2 separate regions of the Mus musculus genome follow, and region 1 is linked to region 2. The links are chromatin contacts, called in public Hi-C maps. All regions are on one chromosome and are shown on one strand. Each heading gives the region's core, a stretch centred on a gene start, on an enhancer-like site or on the middle of the called end of the contact. The rest is flanking DNA. Distances are from core to core; before and after follow the strand shown. Region 1 has its middle 130 kb from the start of 4930435F18Rik. Region 2 has its middle 190 kb from the start of Isl1.

What was found. Hi-C and Micro-C count contacts between places; a contact is called where the count stands out from the background.
Region 1: a contact with region 2 is called in a Hi-C map of the N1E-115 cell line, with 3 times the contacts expected there. The contact joins two enhancer-like sites. A contact is called at or near these places in 2 of 484 Hi-C or Micro-C datasets (the N1E-115 cell line and embryonic stem cells), 6 of 115 datasets of contacts at active chromatin or transcription factors (embryonic forebrain, embryonic hindbrain, embryonic stem cells and 2 more) and 1 of 9 other capture datasets (embryonic tail).

Annotation. Positions count from the first base shown.
Region 1 is chr13:116,709,138-116,713,345 of GRCm38.p6, reverse strand. No RefSeq gene overlaps it. Among named protein-coding and RNA genes, the nearest start is that of 4930435F18Rik, 130 kb to the left of the region's middle. Within about 2 kb of position 1,680, at least 51 of the 459 cell types and tissues checked have an H3K27ac peak or open chromatin away from gene starts, as enhancers often do. A contact at or near this core is called in the N1E-115 cell line, where this site is marked.
Region 2 is chr13:116,495,738-116,500,493 of GRCm38.p6, reverse strand. No RefSeq gene overlaps it. Among named protein-coding and RNA genes, the nearest start is that of Isl1, 190 kb to the right of the region's middle. Within about 2 kb of position 2,748, at least 17 of the 459 cell types and tissues checked have an H3K27ac peak or open chromatin away from gene starts, as enhancers often do. A contact at or near this core is called in the N1E-115 cell line, where this site is marked.

The sequences.
Region 1 (4,208 bases), core at 431-2,930, 210 kb before region 2:
TGTTGTTAAGGATATTGTAAAAACCTTAAACATCATCCACACTTCAAAGCAAAGTTCAAAAATCTGGGTTGCATGACTTGTCTCTTCGGGAAATGAATTCAACACCTCATAAAAATATCTTCAGGCTTCTCAGTAAAGCCATGTTTGTTCTTTGTGTGTTTGGAGTTTGTACTTTCTCTGAGTGCAGAAGATGTGTTAGCAAGCTAACTGGGATTATGCCCTTTACAGAAAACGAAGGCTCCTTTGGGAAAACTATTTGTCCAAAAGGAGTCAATGGCTTTCTGGCTTACAGTCCACTGCTTCTTCTAGCCCTTCTCTCAGTAGTAGCTTTGTGTTAAGGTCGTTGTTTTATTGATGTTGAAGTTCCTCACAACATAATTTACCCCCAAGGAAAGAAGCAGCAAAGCAGGAAATTATTCTCTGAAGTCTCCAGTTGTTTCAAGTCACAGCCTGATACTAAAGCGCAAAATTCAGTTTTCCATACATTAATATCATCTTTGCAACATCTCCAAGGAACCTAAAGAGAAATAGCAATCCTGAGGGTTTCTACAGGGAAATAATATCTATCAAATAAGATACATTAAAAAATTAAGTGTTAAATCGACGTCTTTTTAAAAATTGGGCTCTAGTCTGATAGTACTTTGGAAAAGTCAGAAAAATTTTAACTACGGGCTCTCCACTCTCCCTACCTTGAGGTACATATTTTGAGAGAAGATGACTTTCGATCTTATAGTCTGAATTGGAATACCGGAAGTTCTGACTGTGATCCTGGGCGCAGCCGCGGATGTATGTGCGTGTGCATGCTCAGCATAAAACAGTCATGCCCCCATGACTGTCAGCAATCCTATGAAGGAGCCAGCTCAGGGCTCTATGCCTTCTTAGTGGAGCAGCGTGCCTTTACGGTTTCTCTTCCCTTTGAAGACACTAGGAGGCGCGCCAGCACCAAGTTTGCTCCTTTACGCTCTGTACCAACAACGCTAAAAGGTTTTGTTTTGTTGCTTTTTTTTTTTTTTTTCCTTCATTTGAAAGTCTGCAAAGGGAAAAGACTGGGAAATGCACTTGGTCTGTTTATACATCCGAGGCCCGGAGGTGTTACTTTAGAGAACAATATCCTCTAGAATGGCTTTTCCCTCTCACCCCGCCTCAGCTCTCATTCTGTCTCAGGTGGACTTGGAAAAATACAATAAAATAAAAAAAACTTCACACAAGGAGAAAGTCCCGCCCCGAGGCCGGGTGGGATGGTTTACAGCCTGGACCTCCAGCAGTTCGGTGTTTAAATAAATCTTAGTGAGCAATGGAGACCGATCTTCACATTAATCTTGAGTAATTAGCGTTATAACCCTCGGCCCGTTCAAGACAAAGCTTTATGCAAATGTCCCCCCTTCCTTTCCAGATGCCTCTTCCCGGGGCCTGCCCCGGTCCCCTTATCCCCTAGCCCCCTGGGTTGCTAACGCCCCTGCAGATCCAGAGCCTCTTTTTTAATAACACGGTACGTTGAGGACCTTTAAAAAAAATGATGAGGGTTCTGGAGTTTTTAAAAGATTTAAAAAAAGGGAAGTAAGGGCAGCTGCAGAGGGGCGGGGGAGGGGGGTGCACAGCCGGGGCTGTTAGACAGGGTTAGCCTCCAGCGAACTGGCACCTGCCCTTGGCAGCCAGGCTTGTTCAGTCAAGGACAGAACCCACCGAGTAATGAGATTCGGAGGTTGGGAAGCGAGATTTTCTCCAAACATCAGACTGGAGGGCTGAGGGAGGGAGGGAGGATCTTCCAAGGGAGACCTTCCAGGAAGGTTAGATCTCCAGTTTGGCCCTTGGGACACCACTCTGACTTTCGGTCCTATACATAGAGAAGATTCTGAACTTGGGTCCTCAGCTGGGAGTCGCTGCTAAAAGGAGACATGGCCTAACAGGAGGCGGAGGAAGAGAATATGAGAAACCCCAACTCACAAGTTTTTATGCGCAAAGGTCGAGGAGGGCGGCGCTCACACAGAGCACAGACACGGAGCTAAGAGCGTTCAGGTCTCTGTCTGGTGCTGTACTATCTGCTGTGTTGTGTTGACTGGCTCTGAGGACTTAGATTTTCAGTTTATTCCAAGGACCCGCTCGCCGTTTTATGGCTGTACTTATTTTTTAAAAAATCTCTCTGGTCCGTAACGAAATGACTCAAACTCCCAAATCTTTGCAGACCTGAGAATGGAGCCTCCCAAGCTTCAGTGTGCATCCCTAATGCCGTAGTCCACCCAGCAACACACACACACACACACACACACACACACACACACACACACCCCACACCGCCCTCAGTGCTTCCTTTCTCACAAAGCAGAACCTAATGAGTGCTAAGGTATTAAGCAGAAGGGCTCAGAGAATGTGGCCTAGGGACTGTACCTGTCACTCCTCTTGAAAACTTCTACAGAAACAGTTTTCTGATTCAAAACGCGCCTCAAGCCTCCACACACATTATCATCCTTCTGTCTTTATACTTTTAGGTTATTCCTTCTCTCTCTCTCTCTCTCTCTCTCTCTCTCTCTCTCCCCCTCTCCAGCTGACCTCTCCATTCTCAAAAAGGTAAGCATAGCACTAAGGGGGAAAGCCACGGATGTGACTCTTTTTAACTCATAATAGCTGTGGTCTACACTGTGTTTATGAAACGGAGTAAGAAAGGGAGGGGGCTTAATGTAACGACACCGCCAGGCTGTATAAATACAATATTCATTTTTTAAAAGTGAAGTGGATTTGGTTTACTCTGAAGACCAGTAATTCAAACAGCACCTATCTGCTGCAGATAGAGCAGCTATGCACATCTACACGGGCAAGTTTGAAATTTAGAACAAGGCTTTGATTTATTCCCTTTCTATCAGTGATTAATGCCCCTTAATTAGCTAATCTCAAAGCTATTATTTACACCGATGGCAGACAAAGGAAAACCTGATGATCCAACGCTTATGTCAGCTTGGAAAGCTAAAACAAAACAAAACAAAAATGTTTTATTCAGAGTGGAGTCCAGAGTCTTACAAGTGAACCTTAAAATAACAAAGAATCCCAAAGGTAAAAATAAAATAAAATAAAATAATAAAGCCACTTTAAAAGATTTAGAAGAATACTCCTCGGTCGCTCCCCAATCTAAATCTTCTTCTTCCTTCCTCTTCCTTTTGCCTGGAGCAATGTGAGAGGAGATAATTAAAGAGGAAGACTATGTTTTGTCTTCTAAACATTAAAAATCTAGGAAATTTCTTCAGTTGCTATGGGGAACATTTACAGAGGAGTTTCTGAAATCGGGTATGAGGAACGGGTTCTTCGACTTTAAAGCAGTGTTTTCTTTGTGCATTTCTTAGGACCATGTTGGCAGCCTGGGACCAGGTTCCTTTATCAAGATCTGGGGTCTCAAACCCCAGGCAGGGCTGGGTGTGATGTGCTTGTAGTCTAGGTGTTCCGGAATTTCTCTTTGAACTCTGCCATCCCAAGCACCGCTTCTCTTTTAAAGTAGCTCAGTATCAACACATCCCTGCCTGGACAGAGGTAGTTCGGAGCCTTTCTTTCCAGAAAAAGAGTAGGTTGGGAAACTGGAAGATTGGCCTTCAGCTCTTCAGAGGAGTCCAGGTGGTTGCCCCAGGAGCAGCAGAGCTCAACACAGGCTATTGGAAGCACCCAGCCAAGAAGCCTAGCGAAGGGGCGGAGCAGGCCCACTCTGGCCTGATCCCCTCCCACCTTGGACCCTAAGACTGGTTGCTGGTCTCCAGGGCCGCCCAGATTCACCAGTCTCTCCCCCCTTCCAGACACCCTCTTCCCCCCCACCCCCCACCCCCCCACCCCCCACCCCCGAGAGCATACAGGTTACACACCCACCCCTCACCTCCATCACTTTTCTGGAGGAAAAGTTCGGGTTCTTTTTTCCCCCATTACACATCCGGTATTTTTGTGAGTCTTTGCATATTTAGAAATGGAGTTATGCAAAGAATAAAATCTCAGGAAACCTTGCTAGCTTGTGGGGCAGACTGAGGTGTGAAACAGTGAACCAAGGAAGGTCTTAATGGTCCTCCAATCCGAATGCTTGAGGTGAAGTGCAGGGTCTTTAGGTTTATTCCTGGGCTCCTGAAGTGGAGCGGGGAAACCTCTGGGAAAGAGGCTTTTTGCTTGCTTGACATATAGTAAGATAATGGAGTTCGAAATCCTCTCTGGGAAGCTGGCAGAAGGGGAGAGGGGGGAAAGCC
Region 2 (4,756 bases), core at 1,499-3,998:
GTATTTCTGGTCTCCAGGTCTTACTTTCCAGTTGGGTCATGTCAGTCATCTGTCCAAGAGACCACCCCCTAAGAAGGCTGGCTGTGCTAATGGAATGACTACTCTTCAAATGAAACACTGTATTTTTCATTCGTACTCCCTGATTTCTGAAATAGTCCCTACAAGCTATCATGAGGTTCACCTGGGTCTGCCTTCTTTTCTGAGACCTGAGTAAAAATGTGTGATATATAATTTTTTTTGGGGGGGGGGGAATCTTTATTTTCTCCATGGTTGCTGACCTGAACCTAAATATGTCTTTTCTGATAATTTGGGCTCCTTGGCTATTTATCTAACATTCCCCTACCTGCCAAGAAGCTGATTGCCATGACAACTCAACCAGAAAGTCTTTTACTTCCATCTCATCTAGGTGGACCTACAGCTGGCCTGTACTGGGAGTTTCACTTTTTATTATTAATAAAATCGTCCACGAGCTCTCTGTTTGAGCCCATGTTTACATTATTTTATTATTATGACTAAGAACCTCAAGAGGGGACCCTGACATCTTGGTATCCAAAAGAGAAGTATTCCTATTTAATGTTCTTTTGCTAAAAAACGAAATCTTAACTACTAATACTTAATTATTCATGATAGATGCATACTTTTATGCTAATGCTTCAAAAACATTTATTACGAAATATTATTGAATTGTGGAAGAATAGATTGTAGCTCTAACTATTCCAGACTATACCTTTATTAGGTGGGTATAATTGTTCTAGAAGTAAGAACATACACACACAACACACACACACACACACACACACACACACACACACACACATACACATACATGCATCCACAATAATCTGAAATCAGAAGGACATTGTTAACCATGAAATACCACACAAATGATAAACGTTTATAATTAATTTAGTAGTGGTCATGTGATTAACAGCTATGACTCAAGTGGCTTACTAATTGTGTAGAAAAAATTACTCTAAAAACAAGAGAAGGAAGATAACTAGTAAATATTGTAGTGAGATGAATATGTAGACATTGCACACTATACCTAAAATTCTGTGTCCTATGATTTTTTCAATTCCAAAAATAATAGATGCATGTAGAATGATATGATTTCTTGCAGGTTGAGATGGATTTTTTTGTCCTTCTAGAGAAAGAATACCAAGAGTGGAACTTTGTTCTCTCACAGATTCGTTCTTATGCCTCATATATCTGGCCAATGACTTATTCATTCTTTCAAGAGTTACCATTGAGCTCTGGCAAGGTACTCCACACCATGTCAGTTAGAAAATAACATGGATCACACACTATCTGGACACTTTAGGTTTGCAGAGATGCGACCCAGGACACAGGCTGCCTGAATTGATTCTATACTGCTTGAGTGTGATGCAAGGTGGACCTAAAGCCATCGTCTATAATTTTGCTAGTATATGATTAAGGAGTTCTATAAGGTCAGACTTTTATAAATCAATACATAAAAAATATTTGCTCCATATTTGGGCACATACATGTGAATCAATATTTAGTTACTCGCTATGATCTACCATGGCAAGTGTTTTAAGTGATTAGAATGTACCTCTTACAGGATAGGTTTTTGACAATTATCACTCTTCAAACTCTCCAACACTGTGATCAGAGTATTTATCCCTCTTTATGGTAATCCATTCTAAGTGTCATGATTAGATTTCCATGCTAGTTTTCCTTGTTCCTAGGTGTCTTAAACAATATAGGGCTTCATTACATTCTCTAAGGATGCTGGATTGTGGCCACACTAGCAATTGACTATCAGGTTCTTTCGTTTACTCTACCTCCTTAGTGTTTTATTTGACAGCTATTAAATTTGTAATTTCCAGGCAACTTCCCAAAAACAAATGGTAGAAAGCAGTAGACACTGCTCTGCTTACAATCCAGAAAACCTCGTGTGTTCACAAGTGTTCACAGTAGACCCACAGAAGCGCCCATGCTTCTGTGAGTGCTTCTAGCTATGGTACTCAACATTCTGTAGCTTGCCCACATGTATAATATTTAGAAAAAATTGCAGCAACAGAACATCTGTTTAAAAAGAAAATCAAACAGTATTAAAACACAGTAGGTAGATCGTGGAAAGAATATTCAAAAGGAGAAGTTTCAAATAGCAATTTTATCTCATATGTAAAATGTAAAACTCTAAACAGAAAATGTCCACATGTTTTTTATATTAAGACTCATTGGCTCTCCTTATTAATACCTGCCTCATAAGCTCTGAGAGTACCCTTTCTAACATAGGAAAAGTGCTATCTGTATGCTTGGGGAAAACTACAAAGAGGCAATAAATTATTGCTGTAATGACATGCTAATTAAAATTTTGCTTGTAACTCATGTAAGTGTTTGAAGCCCAGCAAATTTCTCTTTTCATTTGTGGAGTGTGAAGGTAAATTGCCCAGTGACAGTGGGACATCGCTAACAAGTACAAATTGAATAACATGCTATCTTGCTCTATTAGCCCTGACTAGCATGTCTGAATTAGATATTCAGCACACTCCCCATTGTAGGGCTGATTGATAAATGCTAAGGAGAATTTGTCAAAACAACAGGGGCTACACCCAGTGGGACATCAATATGCTCCATTTAGTCACCCCCGTAGCACTTCCTACATAGGATTGTCACATAAAATTAAGACTAGCCGCTAACCAGCCATCAAGCTTGTAGCAGACGTCAGGCAGCCTGTGTTCTGTATGCATATTAGTCACATGCTTAACAATTTGGGCTGTCAGGACAGAAGCATGCAGTGACCTCCAGAGCAGAGGTTGAATCTTCCAACTACACTGAAGCATCACGCTCAGCTGTTCAAGATTTTAGGCCATTTCCTGCCAGATCTGGGCACAGATGCAGTGCCCTAAGCTATAATCTGTGGCAGCATCCAAATGACAAATGGCACCAGGAAGATTATTGCATTATATATTAAGTACCACAAGTCTGTAAATTATAAGTAAACTACTGTTCAGACTGTCTCCTCCAGCTTTCAAGAGACTTTCCCTCTCCATTCTTTTAAAAAATAAACCTAATAAATATTGGGTGAAGCAGAGATCAAAGCCCAGAGTTTGAATTAGACATCTCCATTGCTAATTAGCTGCTTGAATATCAAACAGTTTTGGGCCAGCTGTAATTTAATAAGCCATGATTGAGGTTCGCCTGATTTTACTTCCCCCATTGAAAATTCTTCTCAGGTGCAAGTTTGTATGATTTCTAGGATTCTTGGTGATAGTTTGTTCTTGGTATTTCCTTTGTCAACATAATTAGCCATAAACACAGAGTAAAAAATAATTTAAAAATATTTCTATATCTGACATATGCTTTATTTAGAGTCATCTCCTTCCATCGCATTATGACAAATAACTTTATGTATGAGGTCATCTGCTCATGGAATAAAGCCTTCAGAAGATATAATGTTGCCATTAGTTTGAAATAAAGTGTGTTCCCTACATTACCTCTTTTCATGATATTGGGTTCTACTGTATATTGAGCAACTGAAAAAGTGGCCATTTGCCAATTTGATCATACCATGAGATATAAAAAGTAGGATCATATTTGAAAATAAATTATTTAAGTTTCCTGGATATGACAAATGTGTTCTTTGCATGTATCAAAGAGAGTATATCAAATAATTTCTTACTTTGAAAACCATGTATACCTAGAAAATATACTGTGACTTCAACTCATAAACAACTAACTTTAGACTACTTATGGTGTGGAGCTCGTGGTTTTATTCTGAGGTTAAAAGTAGAATTATTCAAAACACATGAGGTATATATGTTTATAGTGCTTTTACAGAATTCAATCTTTAAAAATACAATCTTGATATAAACAAAAACAAAACCACTGTTGAGTGGCACAATACTTCTTTCCCTAAAACCAAAATGCCAACATTTAATCAACTACTACTACTTTATATTTTCCATTTAAAATAACATCCTGAAAATGTAGCATTATCTTTTCACATATTCTAGATTCCTTCTATACAAGAGTTTAATTTTTTTAAGGGTTTTGATAACTGTGGGTACGATAGTTTATGTTATAAATTTAAACACTGGATTCCTTTCAGAAAATACTGATATTTCCATGAAAATGAATTACTTTGTTTAATATGTAGAATGGTGAATTTCATGGAAATACTTAATTTTAAAATTGTTGATCTCGATATATTGATTAGCTTATGCTGAACTATAAAGCTGAATGCTACATGCAGAGACCGTAAAACACAACTGTCCAACCACTGCAGTGATAACCGCAGCAGCACAAGAGACCACTCAGTGTGGGACATTACTCCCAAGGCACAGTGGTGAAAGAATGTAGTTCAGTACTTCCTCTGACTGATGGCTTCCCCTAAGCAGATACAAACTTTTTCTCTTCAAGCATTTTCTTTAAATTTAAAACTATCCTGGTGAGATGGGCCTAAAGCATCAGTCCTGCACTCAAGAAATGGGTATCTAAATTCATTCAAAGTTTTTAACTTGAACTTTTAAGTTAAGATGAATTATACAAATCCCCCTTTCTGGGTTTACCTTCCACCAGTCCTAGCAGTTTGAACAAAGGACAGCAGGGTCCTTTTGCCTGAGGCAACAGTCTGCTCACAGAGAGTGTAGCAGCTGAATTGCTCCCCATTCACATTCTAAACCCTCTCTCCTAATTGTCATCGGTATCATCAGAGTCACTTTCTGAGACCACAGCCACAATTCTACAGCCCCTTTGGAGCAATATTGCCTTGGCTTTTCCTCCTGGG